Linked DNA regions of Mus musculus: region 2 is linked to region 1. The links are chromatin contacts, called in public Hi-C maps. All regions are on one chromosome and are shown on one strand. The core of a region is the stretch at or near the end of the contact, and the rest is flanking DNA. Distances in the headings are between cores, read along the strand shown. Region 1 overlaps Pbx1 (pre B cell leukemia homeobox 1). Region 2 has its middle 280 kb from the start of Gm51671.

Region 1 (7,966 bases), core at 2,759-5,258:
TTCCTTTAGGTTTCTGTTTGTGGCTTTTACTCTGTTAACTTTCTTTGTAATATTGAATTAACTTGTATTGTCATTTCCAAAAAAACTTCAGCAAGGTAAACCCAGTCCATGGAATTAAATCTTGAGAGCTTTTCCCTGAACTAGCTGAAAGAATAGTCTAGAAAAATACAAAGACAAAATGACCCCAGTGAAGGGATGCGCTGGTTTCAAATCCAAGCTCCATCCATCTAGGCTAAGCGCTCTGTTCTGTGCAGAGCAAGGGCGTGGTCTTTGTGCAGAGCAAGGGCGTGGTCTTTGTGCAGAGCAAGGGTGTGGTCTTTGTGCAGAGCAAGGGTGTGGTGTTTGTGCAGAGCAAGGGTGTGGTCTTTGTAAGAAGATGTTTTGCTAGATTCACCAAACCCTGGGTTCTGGTTGAAAAGAGTTTCAGATCAAAACCAGGGTACTTTTTAGCGAAGCATCACAACTTTGTGGGTGGGGGTGACTTGAACTGAAAGAAATAAAGTGATTATGCAGACCAGCTAACAAGAAAGATGCTTCTGTCCCCCTTGCACACAACCTGCCTTACGATAAACAAACCACTCAGCTAAATCCAGTTATGTCATCAGCCACCAAGTTTTTGTTGAAAGAGAACAAGAAGAACATTTTCAATGTTGGAAATCACAAACAAACAACAAAAAAGGAGAGAATTCTGAGAACAGAAGAGGAGGGAAGGACAATGATGGAAGAGATGGGATCTAGATCCTAGTGGATGAACAAGAACTTTGAGAGTCAAGACCTGTTGAGGGTACCAAGAGAACGGACCAGAGCTAACTGCCTCCTAGGCAGCCCTCCCTACTCCAGGGGCTGTGATGGGGAAGATAGGGATGAGCCCAACATAAGAGGACGTGGAGATAAGGCCAAACCTTCTCAGGTAATGCCAGTATCACTGCTGGCTGTGCCCATATGCTCCTGGCTCCCAACAGATAGCATCTTTGTCACTTCATTCTGAAGGAAACTCTAGTTCCTGGTCCAGAAGAAAAACTACATCGTGGCTTTCTTCCAACACAGGAGGAATGTCAAAAGTTGGCAGCAAAGGTTATCAAGGGTACTGCTTGATGAAGATAGAAAGGAAAGAAGGAAGGGAAGACGTAGACAAGAAAAGAAAGCTATCTACACACACACCATGACACCTCGGTAGCTATTAGATTTTCCCTTTCACACCAAAGTTTTTCCACGTACAAATTGAGTTGATACAGTGGGGATAACTATAAGGTGAAGTAATTGTGCTGATGTACTTGGAGGATCCCCCTCAATGAAATCTTATTTTGGTAGGCTCAGAACTTTCTATAGAAACAGCCCTTGGAGTGACTATGAACAACAGAGCCATGCTCTTCTGTATGATGCACATTTTTACTGAGATCTACAAAATCCTCTGACAAACTCAACACCAACAAAGGCTCCTTACGATAGGGACTAGATGGGAACACTACTTCCTGCATGACCTACATGCCAGGCTCTGAAGACACTGAGCATCTAACCTTCCACACATTGGGTCTCTAAATCTGGCTGTCATCACATCCAAGGTAGGTAGGTATGAAGGTATCACTTGTAGGGTTTATAGGTGTGACTCTTTGCTTGGTGAATTTTAATCACTTTATCAAAAAGATATTTATGAGCCCTTCACAAATTTTAAAAAAGAAATTACCTCTGAGCTATTAGAAATACGTTGTTTTAGATTGATTATTTAAGATGATCAATCTAATACCATTCTGAGGTGATATTTGAATCCTCATTCATTCATTTGTTCATTCAACAAGGTCTTACTATACACATCCATGCTGGCCTCAAGCTCATAAAACCCCTACTTGGCCTCTACTGTATGCTAGGATTATAAATATATGTCTCACTATACCAGTCTCTAAATCCAGTCTTCTGACTCAGAGAGCCAATGTACTTTCTTTAGAAGAAACCAAATCAAACTCCCTGGGATTAAAAAAAAAATCCCATGATGCTTAATAAGACAGTAATGCGACCAAAGATGTCTCCTGGTGACTCTGCAGCCTATGGTCCTTGCACATGGCCCGCCACTAAGGCATGATGATAGATATCCATCATCCTTTCTCATCCACGACAGCACATTCAAAAAGAACATGTTACCCATCAGTAGGCGGCTGCCCGCCCAGGCAATGCCTGCCCAAAGCAATGTCAGGTATTCCTCTCCTCCGACAGAGCAGGTGCCAAAGATGGCCTCCTAAACTCCCAGATGCAGCAAAAGCAATTGTGAGGAAGAAGAAAGATAGACTGACTGGTACTCAGGCAAGTGACCATGAACAGGTTCATACTGCTGGTTCCCATATGGCTGATATTTCTTTCTTTCTACCTCTCTGGGTTTCAGTCAGGCCTGTGCCTCGGTGCTTTTAAACAACCAAGTTCCTCTTTATCAACTCTCCTCAACCTAATGAAGAGTGTGCTTATCCTTGATTTTTTTTTTTTTGATATTTTCAATAAGGCAGGGAACTCCCTCAGGGTGCTGCAGGAGCAATGCAGAGGACAGTAGTGGCCTATTGTATAACAGTCCTTGCCTACCCAGACTGCAAGTTTCCACGGACAGTGCATTGGGATGCACTGATTCCTGGGTGGGTAAAGATTTACCCAGGTAGAAGTGGGGTGGGCAACAATAAAGGAGCTTAATTTTTACATGGTAAATGCTCTAATTGAATACTCATTCAGAGGAGATTGGGTTTGCCAAGACTCATCACAATTGCTTTACAGACATGTAAAGAAAGGTTCTACCAGAGATTTGAAAATAAGAGAATGAAAAGAAGAAGAAGAAGAAGAAGAAGAAGAAGAAGAAGAAGAAGAAGAAGAAGAAGAAGAAGAAGAAGAAGAAGAAGAAGAAACCCAGAAGAACCGTCCTCCGTCCACACACACATTGCACCATTTCAATTATACTCTACTCATGAAAGTAAACTACACTGGACAATGTGCAAGAAGTAGGCACAAATAGGGGAGCACTTTGTTGTGCTATAGTACATAGGAGGTGATTGCTCTGATGGTCTTGGGGTGCACGTGTGTGTTTGAAAAAGGCAGAGAATCTTGCAGGTCTGTATTTCTTCCCAGGACAAGATTTCAAGATACTAGTACAACAACAACAACAACAAAACAAACAAACTGAGGTATTTGGATTCACTGACCCGGAAATTGTTCAGCTAGTCAGTTAAAAAAAAAATGCCGCCAGCTTTAAAGAAATAAGCGATACGGCTAACAGAAGTGACACTTCCTATTTATGGCTTGAAGTCAGTACTCTGGTGAGCTGGATACAAAATGCTTATTTAAAAGCTCCTTTTTATCTCTCTAGCACCATGCAAGACTCAAATGAACCTTTCACTGGGACACCAGAGATGTTAACACTCGTCCTCCAAGATCCAATTTCAACCAGCCGAGCTGTTACCTAATCCTGCAGCCATCACATATGATCAGGTTCCCGCCTCCCTGATGGGTGCCCAGCACCCCCTCCCTCCTTCCTTTCCCTCTCCTGCCCAACAGCTTTCCCTGAAACTGAGCTTTAAGAGTCCCCTTGCCTGTGCATGCTGGTCATACAGGGTCCCAACAGCCCCACTGGCTGTACATAACACCAAGATATTTATCCTTGTTAGCTAATAATTCTTAAAGGGGTTTCCTACTCACAAATCACTGCCTCCCATTCCAATCACGACAGAGACCAGTCACGACAGGTAAGTGATTTATACAGAGGTTGTCACAGCCTTCAGAAAACACCTGAAGTCACATCAGCTGCTATCACTTGCCCTAGGGTTAATCCGGTGCTAAAACTCCAGCGATAAGGAGACTGTCACAGCCTGATTGGAGCAGCCCTCACAACTGGCCTCCTGCTGTTCATTCTTTATTTATTTTCTTCACACAAGGAGAAAAACAAACCAAACCCAAAGGCACATTCAAGAGAGCCAGTGGGAGGTCTGTGCAAAGGATTGTTTTGTCCTTGGCTGAGCAACACAGCTCCAGAGTCGCTCCTGGCTGATGCCCACTAGAGGGCACTCTCTCCCCACCGAGGACTTGTTTAAAGAAGGGTCCCATAGCTACCAACATCTCCATGGAGCTGGGGAATTGGGATCTACTCCGATTTGAGATTCCCAAATGTGGGCAGACAGGGAGGAGGGCATATTAGCAGAAGGCATTGTTTCAGGCTATGGAGTGAAGCTTGAGACTCGCTCAGCTGAGCAAGATAAAGAGATGGTTGGAGAAGGGACATAAGACTTAGGGAAGGCTTGAGGAAGTCTCTTCATGGTTTCAAGGTACCAAGGCAGAAGAAGGTGCCAAGCCCAAGCCAGGCAGAGCTCTGAAGCCAGTGGAGAAAGAAGTAACCTGCCCTTGTACTTCTAGAAAGTGAAACCATTCATCCGCTGGGACCCTTTGTGCACATTGAATTGTGTCACCTGATGACAGAAAGCACACGCTCTGCTAGCACACTTACAGATTATAAAGGTACAGAAACTTGGCTAAAACAAGGCAGGCTCCTGCCACCAAGATCGAGAGCTCCTGGAAGCCAGTGGTGACATGGTGATCTCCCATGATCTCCCGGATCATGTATTATGCACCTCTTCGGGTCTTTTCAGCGCTCTTGTGCACAGCAGCCAAGTAGGATGTAGAACTATGGCGTCTTAGGCATCTGTGTCCTGCCACAGCTGGTTCCTGACACGTGCCCCACCCTCCGGTTGTAAGTTGTACAGAGAGAACACGTTTGCTCTCCCGTCTCTTCCAGTGCCCATTTCCCAAAACTCAGATCTGCCTTTCATATGTGGCCATTCTAAACAAGCAATGCTATGCTGACATTAAGGCAATGGCTCTCTGTGTGAGGGAGAGTCACCCAAGCACAGGACTGGTATCTGTGAAGGGTTCCCCCGAGGCCTAAGAGTACACCAAACTGCTTTAAGCTTTGTAGAACACCTCCCCCCTTCCCAACCCCTTACTCCTCCACCCCGACCTTTCAGGTTCTGTCATTTCCTTACAGGCATAACCATCCACAAACCGGTGGACACTTCTCCAGCTGGAAAATGACTGTGCTATGAACTGATTCTTCTAAACAGTGTCGGGACCCACATCTTCCATTCCTTAGTAGCCTGAAGCTTGGGGTTGTACTTATAGGCGCTCTTCCCCCGAAGTGCTCAAGCCTCTTCCGTCTTTGATGGAAAAGCTGTCTGGGTGAGTTATTTTAAAGAGTCGTCTATCAAGTAAATGGAAATGATTAACCATTTGATTCCCCCAGTTTCACAATCCAGCATTACAGGCAGCTGCCAGACAACGGTTGATGGATAGGCTCCAGAGAGCCCAGTACTGACGGAACTCAGACCTTAGAGGACCAAGCGGGAATCTTCCTGGCTGCTGGCCTAGAATGGCCTCTTCAGAGGGTTCCAGTGCACAGAATCTATAAATCTGGGACTCACTCTGATACTCAGTATTGTCCCCTTAGAATCACACAGGGCTTCGTTCAGGGTCAAAAGCCTCCTAAAGTGATACCACTTGGTGTGAAGACAAGATATCTTTCAATCCTTCCAATATTTTTCTTGGCTTATTAGCAATCAGGTATGCATAAACAGCATATGATATCAGAAAGGGACTTGTAAACTTCCTTCCAGCAACGAGACAGTAAGATCTTTAAGGATTTCAGTGCAAGCATCTTTATGGAGTGTTTCTTAAGGTATCAAGGCCGCACTGATTTTTCAAAGGGCGCTCTAGCCAGGACCTGGAAAGTGCAGTCATTTCTTCCCACTTGGCTCAGAGCCACAGCACGTGGAGCTGTGGGTGAAGTTTCTAAGGCAGGGGATGACAACAAAAACACAGGACACTCTTGGGATGGTTTTACTATTTTGAGCATTTCTGTTTAGGGATTTTTCTTTAGAGACACAGCAAGTTCTTCTTTTCTCTGGGCTAGCTTTCGGCCCTTCTGGTCACAGGGCTTGTACTTCTCAGGGGATGTGCGGGCATGGATGGATCCTATTCACACGTTCCCTGCTTGGCACACCGAGTCTCCCCGGGCCAGCTGGCAGAGAGAAAGTGAATGCACTGGGCAACAGGCGCCTGCATTTCTGGATGGGTGCCGGCTGTCTGAGTGACGGACTTATAGATCTTAATAGCTAAAGCTTGTATGGCGGCTCGGGAAACCCCCTTTGTCCCAAGAAAAGCTGCAGAAGTCGGGGGGTTGGGGCATGACTTCATACTGCCTCTGCCTTCAGATCCATGTATTTAAGACATCTGAGGAAAGGGAATGAGGCCCGGGAGAGGGCCAGGGTAGGGTGTGTAAGGCCTGGACTGCACATGGGAACTCATGACGTGGGAAAGCATCCCTACTTAGTTATACATAAGAAGCATGGGAAGTGTGGAGCCAGTGGCTGGAGGATACTGCACACCCCATGGAGAGGAAGGCTTCTTTCTACAACAGCACCTTCTACACCAGCTCACTACTGAAAGCAGGAGGGGTTTCTTGATGGTCTCTTGCCTTAAACTGAAAAGGTTTTGTGGATTAAAGTCTCCATAAGATGCCCAGAGCATTGCCTGGTTCTTGCTAGGGCATGATACGTTTCTCAACCCCACCACCAAGTTCTAACAGCCAAGAGAACAGACGTGTACATTCGGGCTTCTCTTCCCTCAGGTCTATAACACGGCATGAGGAACCATGAGAAAGTACACTGAGATAGAAGGGGGATATCTCCATGCTAACCCACATTATAGACTCTCACTGTGTGACTTTGCCTCTTAGTTTCATTTTCCTCATCAACAAATAAGTAGTGATAATATTAATTTGCCACCATTCTGATTATAAATAAAATAACGTTATTATTGTTATTTATGATGATGATGGTGATGACAGTTTTTTTTTTCTTTTGAGACAGAGTCCCTCTACATAGCCCTGGCTGTCCTGGAACTCACTCTGTAGACCAGGAGGACCTTGAACTCACCTCTTCCCAGAATTAAGGACATATTATCACCTGGTCCAACACATGATTATTATTTACTAAAGTATAATCCAGTGTTTGGTACATGGAGGGTTCCTCTGAGGCTCAGACCTGTTATTACATCACTCCTAAGGTGAAGGCTGGAAGATCATAACTTCAATATCACCCTCAGCTACAAAGCAAGTAGGAGGCTCCCCTGCACTGCGTGAGACACTGCCTTCAGGAGGCTGGTATGCTGGTAAAGAACTAGAAATGATCGTCTTAAGAGTCTGGTGTCTGGTTCGTGTATGTTACAAATCTGTAACAACGAAAGAACCAGCATAAGCCAGTGAGTGCGCTACATACAAAGGCACGGATACACACATATAACTACATACACATACAACTCGTGTGCTTCTGAGCAAGGCCTGGTCAGTGATGACATCATATCCCACAAACCACTCATTCTTCAGTGCATCAAATACATTCCAATGAAGCATCTGGGTTTTCTCCCCCTTCCTGTCGTTTAGGCTCCTGTGTTACTATTCTCCTAAGCACTGTAAGGTCCCCACTGCTTTAAAAATCTTATGTGTTATTAACCTGAGGAGGAGGAGGAGAGGGCCACCTTGAGTATCGCTCTTTGGGTGCCACCCATCAGTTTTTCTTTTGAGATGGCTTCTCTGTTGCCTTCAGACTTGCAGACTGGTCTAAACTGGCCGCAGGAGCTGCCACAGGTATCTAGCCACCCATCTCCTCCTCCCGACGAGGCCTAGGTTTTGTGTGTCTGCTTTTTACATACACTCTCCATATGGTTTTCTCCCAGAGCCAGGAAGCATCTGTGTCCTCCCAGCCAGCCAGGGCTCACACTGGATGCCTCCGCCACGCCCAAAGGCTGGGAGACCCTCGGGAACCATTCAACTCGGAAGTAACCTCACCTTATGTCAGACAAGCTAGCCTGGAAGTCTCCCCTTTAGTGGTTGCTTTCAAAGTTCCATTAAAAATACATAAATTCTAGTTAGAAGAGAGCAAAGACTCTATTC
Region 2 (7,966 bases), core at 2,136-4,635, 150 kb before region 1:
TGCACACACAAACACATGTGCATACACATACACATGTGGGCACACACACAGCTATACACCCACAATTTTATCATGGATGAGATGCTCTTAAGATTGTCTAAAGTATGAAAGTAGACATGAGTTTAAGTAAGTTAAGATTTCTGTGAGTTGATAATTACTAAAGACAGATGAAGCACACTGTACAGTTTGTTATTCTATTTTGTGAATATGCTTGAATTTTTCATACTAATTTGTTTTTTATAGGTTTTGGCCATTGGAGGGTTTTTTGTTGTTGCTGTTTGTTTGTTTGTTTTGAATAGCTTAGTGAACAACACTTTAAATTTTGGATGACATAGAGAACATTGAAGGTTATATTAAAATTCTTCAATGAAATGCACCAGTTCCCAGGGCAGAAATGGCATCTGGATGCAGCAGCGAGACCCACTTGTTTAGACCCCAGGATAGAAATTACAGTGTTTGTTTAAACCCAAACTGAACAAACCCGACACTGTGAGAAAGCACAGACTTCCTTACCCACATTGTTGGCAGAAGCCCCTGCCTCAGCGGGTGCGCACATCTAGATTCTTGGATGTTCATCAGGACCAGATTGAGTCTTTAGGGCTTCACCCATCACCAAGCAGAAGGATATTCATGCTTTCCTCATCACATATGGCACTGGAGATTAAGGCTTCCTGGTGAACATCTTAGCCTTTGGCAGTTGTGGAGAGCACACATCATTTGCTTAAGGCCAGTGGGTGGGTCCAGCTTAAATCCCCCAGTAAGCTTCCCTTTCCTATACAAGAAATGCCAGGCTTCCAAGCTATGTGGTTCTTGGCATGAAAGAGCTCCAGAAACCTTCCCCTCTCCGCAGCATGCCCCTGCAGTCAGTTACCCAGCCTCTTACTACGAGTGCAAACCTTCAAGGGGACTGAAGAGATGGCTCAGTGTGGTAAAGTACTTGCAGAGCAAGCAGGAGGCCTGGAACTCAGACCCCCAGACTCCACACGAACAACAGGCAGGTTTGGTGTCCTGCTTGTTTTCCTGTACTTCATAGGCAGAGATGCAGAGAAAGGCAAGCCAGGAGCAAGCTGAGTTGCTAAACTACCTGAAGTGTGATCCCTGAGTTCAGTGAGAGACTCTGCCTCCATTTATAGAGCAACTGAAAAAAAACACCCAACATCAAACTTCAGCCTTCTCACAAGCATGCACACTGCATACCTGCACACTCATTCAATTATGTATACGAGGGCATGCATATACACAGTTACATACCACACATTTGTGCGCCTGCACACACACACACAAACACACACACATCTCTGCTGAGACATCAATAGTAATACAAAAACATGGGCAGCTGCACTTAGGAGTTGTACTCAGAATCTCACAGGAGAATAAAGGCAAAGGCAACTTAAATTATGTTTTTAATATCTCCTGATGTTGTCCTACTATTTAGAAAAGATCCTAAATTTACATATTAATCACTTGAGGAAAAGGCAAATCTACCACCATTATCCCATTTCCCTATCAATCACAGAAATGCAACTCCATCTCCCATCGTTCCAGCACACTAGAACCCCCACTGCCTCTATCTTTCACTCTTCATCCCTACCTCCTTCCTGAAGTTGGACTGCTAAGCCCCTACTCTTACAAGAAGCCCAGATCCTGTTGGAGTAAACTTGATACAAAAAGAAAATAATTTAGCCCAGATTAGACTTGAACTCTCACTCTGCCTCTCCCTAGTTCTTGGATAGCCTTTAAATTTTTCCATTTCCTGTGTACTGTGTGTCAGGATACCCACAACTCAGAATAAGAGAAGGGAATGAGTGAGATCACATGTAAAAAGACTGGTACAATAGCTGATGTACTAATATTGCTCTGTAGCTTTTCACTTCCAAATCCAAATCTTATAGCCTGTTTTTTGGTTTTTGTTTTTGTTTTTTCCTTTTTCTTTAACAATGAAGATGAGCCCTTTAAACACTTCTCTACGGCCAGCAAACACAATGTTTTGTCAGTAGAGGATGCTAGAAGAACACAGTTAGAGGGTGGGATTTTTCCCCTTGGTTCCTTTGTGCTCTCTGGCAGTCTCTTTACCATACACAGCTCCCGGAAAGTGCTCAGCTCCTGCTGTGCAAATGTCTTTCCTAGGGCAAGGTTACTGCGGGGTGTACAATCACCCTAGCACCCAGTTTCCAAAGAGTGCATGACCTCCACAGTGCTGCAAGCCTACAGCATAAACAGCTTCTCCAATGCCCACCTCCCGCAGCAGGGAGAAGTTATCCTGAGCCTAACTCCTGCAGTGAACAGATTCTCCAATGTCCTACTTCTGCAGTAGACTCGATGCCTAGCAGACTACGTTAGCACCACCTCAAGTGTCTGCAATGGAGGACACTTCCCAGACATCTACCCATCATAAAGGACTCTGGCTGATCCTTTGTCAACTTGGCCTGATCCTTGACAGCTTCCCTCACTAACCTGCAGGCTGAGTTTCTAGCAAAGCCCCCCTTCTTGTCATCTCAGTGAATTCATTATTCAGGGAACCAAGGAGATCTCTTTGGCTTGGGGTTGAGGGGGGAGCTTTTCATGAGTACGTTATCAGTCTGAGTGGTAGTGCCTGCCACCTTTATCTGTAGCCTTATATCCCATCGAGCTCTCTTTACTTCTTAATAGGCAGTCCCTTGTTTCTTCAAGCCAATGATGTAATTTAAAAATTACGTTGTTTGTGTTTTATTTTGTTCTGTCTTGTGACATGGAGTCTTATGTAGTCTTCACACTGGTGGATCTGACATGTACTATTTAGACCTGACTGAGGCTCAATCTCACGGGCAAACTTCCCACTCTTCCCACTTCCTAAGTGCTGAATTATCAATTCCCCCTTTGAGAACATTTCCTTGTGGAATTATCGTGTGGTCTCTGTCTTCCACTTAGACTTCAAATAATATCGACACGCTGTCCCTGTCAGGTGAGTTCAAGACAGAGAGCTCAATCCAGAAAACCTCTTGTAATTCTGTCATCTAGTTCTAAGACTTAAACATCTCCATTTTAGAACATGTTAGGACAAAAAGTACTATGTATGCTTTATTAATACCGAGAGACATAACAATCATGAAGCCCTTGGCATGTGTTATAGATTCATATAAAAGCACGGCCAGACTCAGAGCCAGCAAGAGTCTTCAACTTCCATCTAATGGCATTTATTCCCCAATAGCGTCCCTGCTGACTTGCCTTCTAAAGCATTCTTTTCGGTTTCATTGAGTTTGTTCTTTTCTGGAATGTCCTTCAGTTTAGTTCCATGAGAAGCGACTGGATGAGATCAGAGATGAGATTGCTTATCTCTGGGAAACAAAATGTTCTTAGACCTCAGGAGAAGTCGGAGGCAGCAAGTCATCTGCGTTAGCTGCGGTTGCTAAAGAAACAGAACAACAGGAACCTTAAAGCCTGGACAACCAAGGCTGAAGTGCTAACTCTTCTAAGCTGGTAGTCATTTTAATTTCCTGTCAATGGGATGCTGTTGAGAAATGTGTCTTAAAATTAAGGACAGTCCCTTTCCCAATGAGTCACTGGTAATTGGTGCCTTTGAAAAGACTGAGCAGGACTTATGACTCCGGGTTTCTCTCTTAATTTGCATTTTTAATTAGATGAGATCTCAAAGGGTTTCTGAGCCTTTTTTCCTTTTGCCTCTTGCATTGCCTTTTTTGGGTTGTTGCTCCGCAATTAGAATTTGTAACAAATGAGTTGCCTGCATATAAATGTCAGCTCTGAGGTAAAATATTATTGTTGCTGAAGAACAGAGCGGGGGCTCTGACCATAGCTTTTGAAATGAAAGCACATTCTCTGAAGAGAGATTATCAGCGGGGCCAGAAGAATGAAGACTAAGGTTTAACAACAGTTGAAGCCTTTTGTAGGATGTTTCTCTATGGATGTTGGAATGATTCCCAATGCTAGCATACAACCCCACTTCAGAGAACTCCAAGTCCCTCTCCAGATCTGCACAGAGTGAGGAAGGGGACAAATTAGGGAACCCACAAGGAGGAGCTGGATCTGTCAATTTCACCATGACTTCTGGGCAAAGGGAGTGCTTTTGGTTGAGTCCAGCTTCCTTCCTTCCTTCCTTCCTTCCTTCCTTCCTTCCTTCCTTCCTTCCTTCCTTCCTTCCTTCCTCCCTCCCTCCCTCCCTCCCTCCCTCCCTCCCTCCCTCCCTTCCTTCCTTTCCCTTCATTTGTTCATTCTTTCTTTCTCTCTCTGTTTCTCTCTCTATGTCTCTCTCTTTTAACTCTCTCTCTCTCTCTCTCTCTCTCTCTCTCTCTCTCTCTCTCTGTGTGTGTGTGTGTGTGTGTGTTTTACAGGAGCTTGTGAGCTGCCTGGCATGGGTGATGGGAAAGAAACATGGGTCCTCTGCAAGAGAAATATATGTTCATAGGTTCTGAACCATTTCTTCAGTCCTTGAATCGTGTCCAAATGTTGGAAAACAGCAACAGGGTGGTATCTAACTAACCACAAATGGGTAAGCTGAAACAATCATTGTAGGGTTAGTTTTCCAACCCTCAACCCTGCTTATTTCCTCATGGTTTCAGAGCCCACCCTCTGCACTCTAAGCCTGGTGTGCATAACAGACATGGCTCATTGCTTCTGTGGTCACAGTATGCATGGACACAACTGCCCCAGCAAGAGCATGCTAAATGTGCAGTGGACACAAGCAAAGCAGGACAAGCATCTGCCATTCTAGGCACAGATCAGCTAAGCTATTTTCAAAGACGCCTAAAGAAGACAACTCTGTAAACTCCCATGACAACCCACTGAGCACACTGCCAGGAACCATTTCCTCGTTCTATGGTTAAGCCATGTTCCCTTGTTCTGTGCTCCGCTGAGAGAGAATGCAGCTGCTCCTCGTCCTGCTTAGGTGAGCCTTTTACAGACTTCAAGACGCTGTCTGCCTTCTGTCTCCTTGTGACAAAAAAGAAACAGAGCTGCCAACAAAGATAACAATAATAATTTTTACTTGGAGATGGAATTATTATCACTATGGTTACTCATAGGATCTTTTTTTTTTTTCCCAATGGGGAAGGGACATTTATTCAGTACTGTACTTCGAAGAAGAACAAAGTGCTACTAATTCCACCTTGCTTCAGATGCCTTGTTTACACAGAAACGTCAAACCAGGACTGGCCAAAATATGTCTCATTGCCATTTGGACTACGGTGGAGAATGTGATAAAAACCAGTCCTCCTCTCAATTTCTGGGCTTCAAATGTTGAATGTTTGAGCTAAACAGAATCACCATATTATTAAATCAGGGACTTTCAAGACAAATACAAGAGTGTGACTTAGAGGCTATAGTCATCACTAGGAGAAAAGGAATCTAAACTTGTGTGTGTGTGTGTGTGTGTGTTTCTAAGAAAATCCTTAGAGAGGTCACAGAACATTCAGGACTAGCTTATGTATGATTAGTTGTCTGTGTCTTGTGATTTAAAGAATGCCAGCCATGGCTGGCTTTCCAAAAACACAGCCTCTAATGGCTGGCCAAGGGCACGCCAGTCTCCCATCTTTCATTGCAATAGTGTAAGACAGAGAAATTCAAAATTAAAATAAAATGGTCTTCAGGGATAAATAAGGCATTTAGTCATTACCAGTTCTTAATTCTTGGACCTGAATTAGTTTGTTAATTAAAGCCAAAGGCAGGACATTGAAGAAGTAGACTTAGGGCCAAGGAGGCTGTCTACACAGAGCAGCTGGGGCAGAAGGAGGGCTGGAAGGGGGCTGATGGGACCTTGGCCTGCTGAATAGAAGTTTATGTCACAGGGTGGTAGACAGGGAGTGACATGGAAAAAAGCTGACCAATTTCTCAATTTTGCCTTAACCTTCTACTTCATAGTCTTATACTACACATTATCCAGCACTGGTGTTTCAGTAAATAAAGTTAAGTTCACTAAATGAATTTCAGTCCCAAATAATTGTTGTAGTTATATCCCCATTCACACATTCATTTGTGTCCTTTAAATGTGGATTTGGGATGATTCAAACAACAAGGGTGTGACACACCGCACACTATTCAAGACTTAAGAACACAGCATTAACAATAACTTGATAAAATTGCCATCCATCAGGAGAGCCCTAGAATTGGTGTTACAGTTCCCAGAGAGAACACAGAAATCAGAGAGGTAAAGAACCCTTTTACTTTGTCCCCATTACGTCTCTCCAAAGCCTGTGCAGCCCAGCACCCGGAGGAACTCCTGTTTTCCACACCATTTGGCTTCTCTGTGGACACCAGTACAGGGCTCGGTTGAGCTGTCTATCTGTAGACACATCGGCAAGCCTACTAACTTGCTGTCTCCAGCACCAATCAACACATGCAGGGTCTCTTGCTTCGGAGACCTGCCAGCTGACTGACAAAACATTCAAAACAATCATGGTAAGGAGACCAGGCTCTCTTCAAGTAAACAGAGATAAAGACCAAATATGTTAGGAAAACAAGAAGTGAGTGAAGCTGGGATGGTTAACAGAGACAAAAGCAGAACAAAGGAGACAAACTCTGAGGCAGAAAAACAAAGTGATTGAGCTGGAAAATTCAACAGAGAAAGTTTAACATCAGAAGAAGAAAGAAACATTGTGAAACTGACATAAATGAATATTCATTAAAAAACAGAACAGAATATTTATATGTGTGTGTGTATATATATATATAACACAAAATAAACATTTAAAATCTATTCAAGGAGCCAAATAGATAGTTTTCCAAAGAATAAACACAATGTAAGAATAAACAGACGCTTGTTAGGAGCACAACCTCACCAATCATAAAGAAGAATGTAGATCAATGCCATAAGGAAGTATCATGGGGTGCCTCTCAGTGTGTCTACTCCATAGAAGAACTGAGAGATGCTGGTGCAGATGCGGGAAAAGAGAACTATTGTATGCTGCTGCTGCTGCTGCTGCTGGGAATGTGAAGTGGCCATTGATGAAAACACTGTGGGATGCAGTACCTTTGTACCAGGTATGCATCTGAGGGCACAGAGGGCAAGACCTGGAAACATTTCTGAGCTCCGCCCCAGTCACTGCAGCAATATGTCACTGTGTCAATAGTTATAACCACCAAGCTCAGTCCACGGGGACGTGAGTGGAGAAAACTGTGATTCAATAGAAAAGGAAGGAGATGGTACCAGTCTCAACAGCAGATCTTAATCTGGAGCAGATCAAGCTGAGTGAAATAAGCCAGATAAGTCAGTACTCAAGATACCATTTATGATGACGATAAAAGTCTAGCAGAGAGTGAATTGGTGGGGCTGGACATGTGTATCTACTATTCATAGTCTGCTTTCCTTTCCTGTGTAAGCTAAATCTAGTTGACTTTTGTTAGTTACCACCAGAAAAATCACTAAAAGTATGTAGCAGTAGAAACCTGATCAATCCTTAGCCATGTGGCTCATTTTCATCCCAGGAGAAAGAGATACATTCTGAAATGTATCTGCTAAGGTTAGAGACTACTGCAGAGGACAGAGAAATAAGACAGCCTTAGCGAAATCAAAGCAGAATGCTTTCCACTCTCAAAGGAAGCCTGGAGGTGAGTGGGTCAAAGGCTGACGTGACAGCTCTTCGCAATTAAGAAACAAACCTTTCTATTGTTCCTTGCTATCCTTAGCTAAAAGGAAGGGCATAACACTGGCTCATGGACCATTCAATAGAATGGCTGAAGTTCCAGCCTGCAGGTCCAAAAGTAGAAGAGAAACACAGCAGAGGGAGATCTCCATCCATTTCTGTCAAATGTATCCAACTAGTGGCCTATGGGCCACATGCATGCCAGGGTAGCTATGAATATACCCAAGACAAAGTTGTAAACCTATTTAGAACATTATGAGACTTTTTGAAGCTTTTGTGAGGAGATGGATTGCATGGTTCTCAATGTTAAAGATTAGGGGCTCCTGCCAGATCCCATTTACATGCTCAGAGCTTAATTAGTCATTCCTAACTGCTATCAGATAGGAGGAGGGATG

What was found. Hi-C and Micro-C count contacts between places; a contact is called where the count stands out from the background.
Region 2: a Hi-C map of uterus shows a contact between it and region 1, with 4 times the contacts expected there. The contact joins two enhancer-like sites. A contact is called at or near these places in 8 of 484 Hi-C or Micro-C datasets (embryonic stem cells, nephron progenitors and uterus), 2 of 115 datasets of contacts at active chromatin or transcription factors (both in embryonic stem cells) and 1 of 9 other capture datasets (embryonic stem cells).

Annotation. Positions count from the first base shown.
Region 1 is chr1:168,210,308-168,218,273 of GRCm38.p6, forward strand. All of the region lies in intron 2 of Pbx1 (pre B cell leukemia homeobox 1), which reads right to left. Among named protein-coding and RNA genes, the nearest start is that of Gm51671, 130 kb to the right of the region's middle. Within about 2 kb of position 4,009, at least 56 of the 459 cell types and tissues checked have an H3K27ac peak or open chromatin away from gene starts, as enhancers often do. A contact at or near this core is called in uterus, where this site is marked.
Region 2 is chr1:168,063,661-168,071,626 of GRCm38.p6, forward strand. No RefSeq gene overlaps it. Among named protein-coding and RNA genes, the nearest start is that of Gm51671, 280 kb to the right of the region's middle. Within about 2 kb of position 3,386, at least 16 of the 459 cell types and tissues checked have an H3K27ac peak or open chromatin away from gene starts, as enhancers often do. A contact at or near this core is called in uterus, where this site is marked.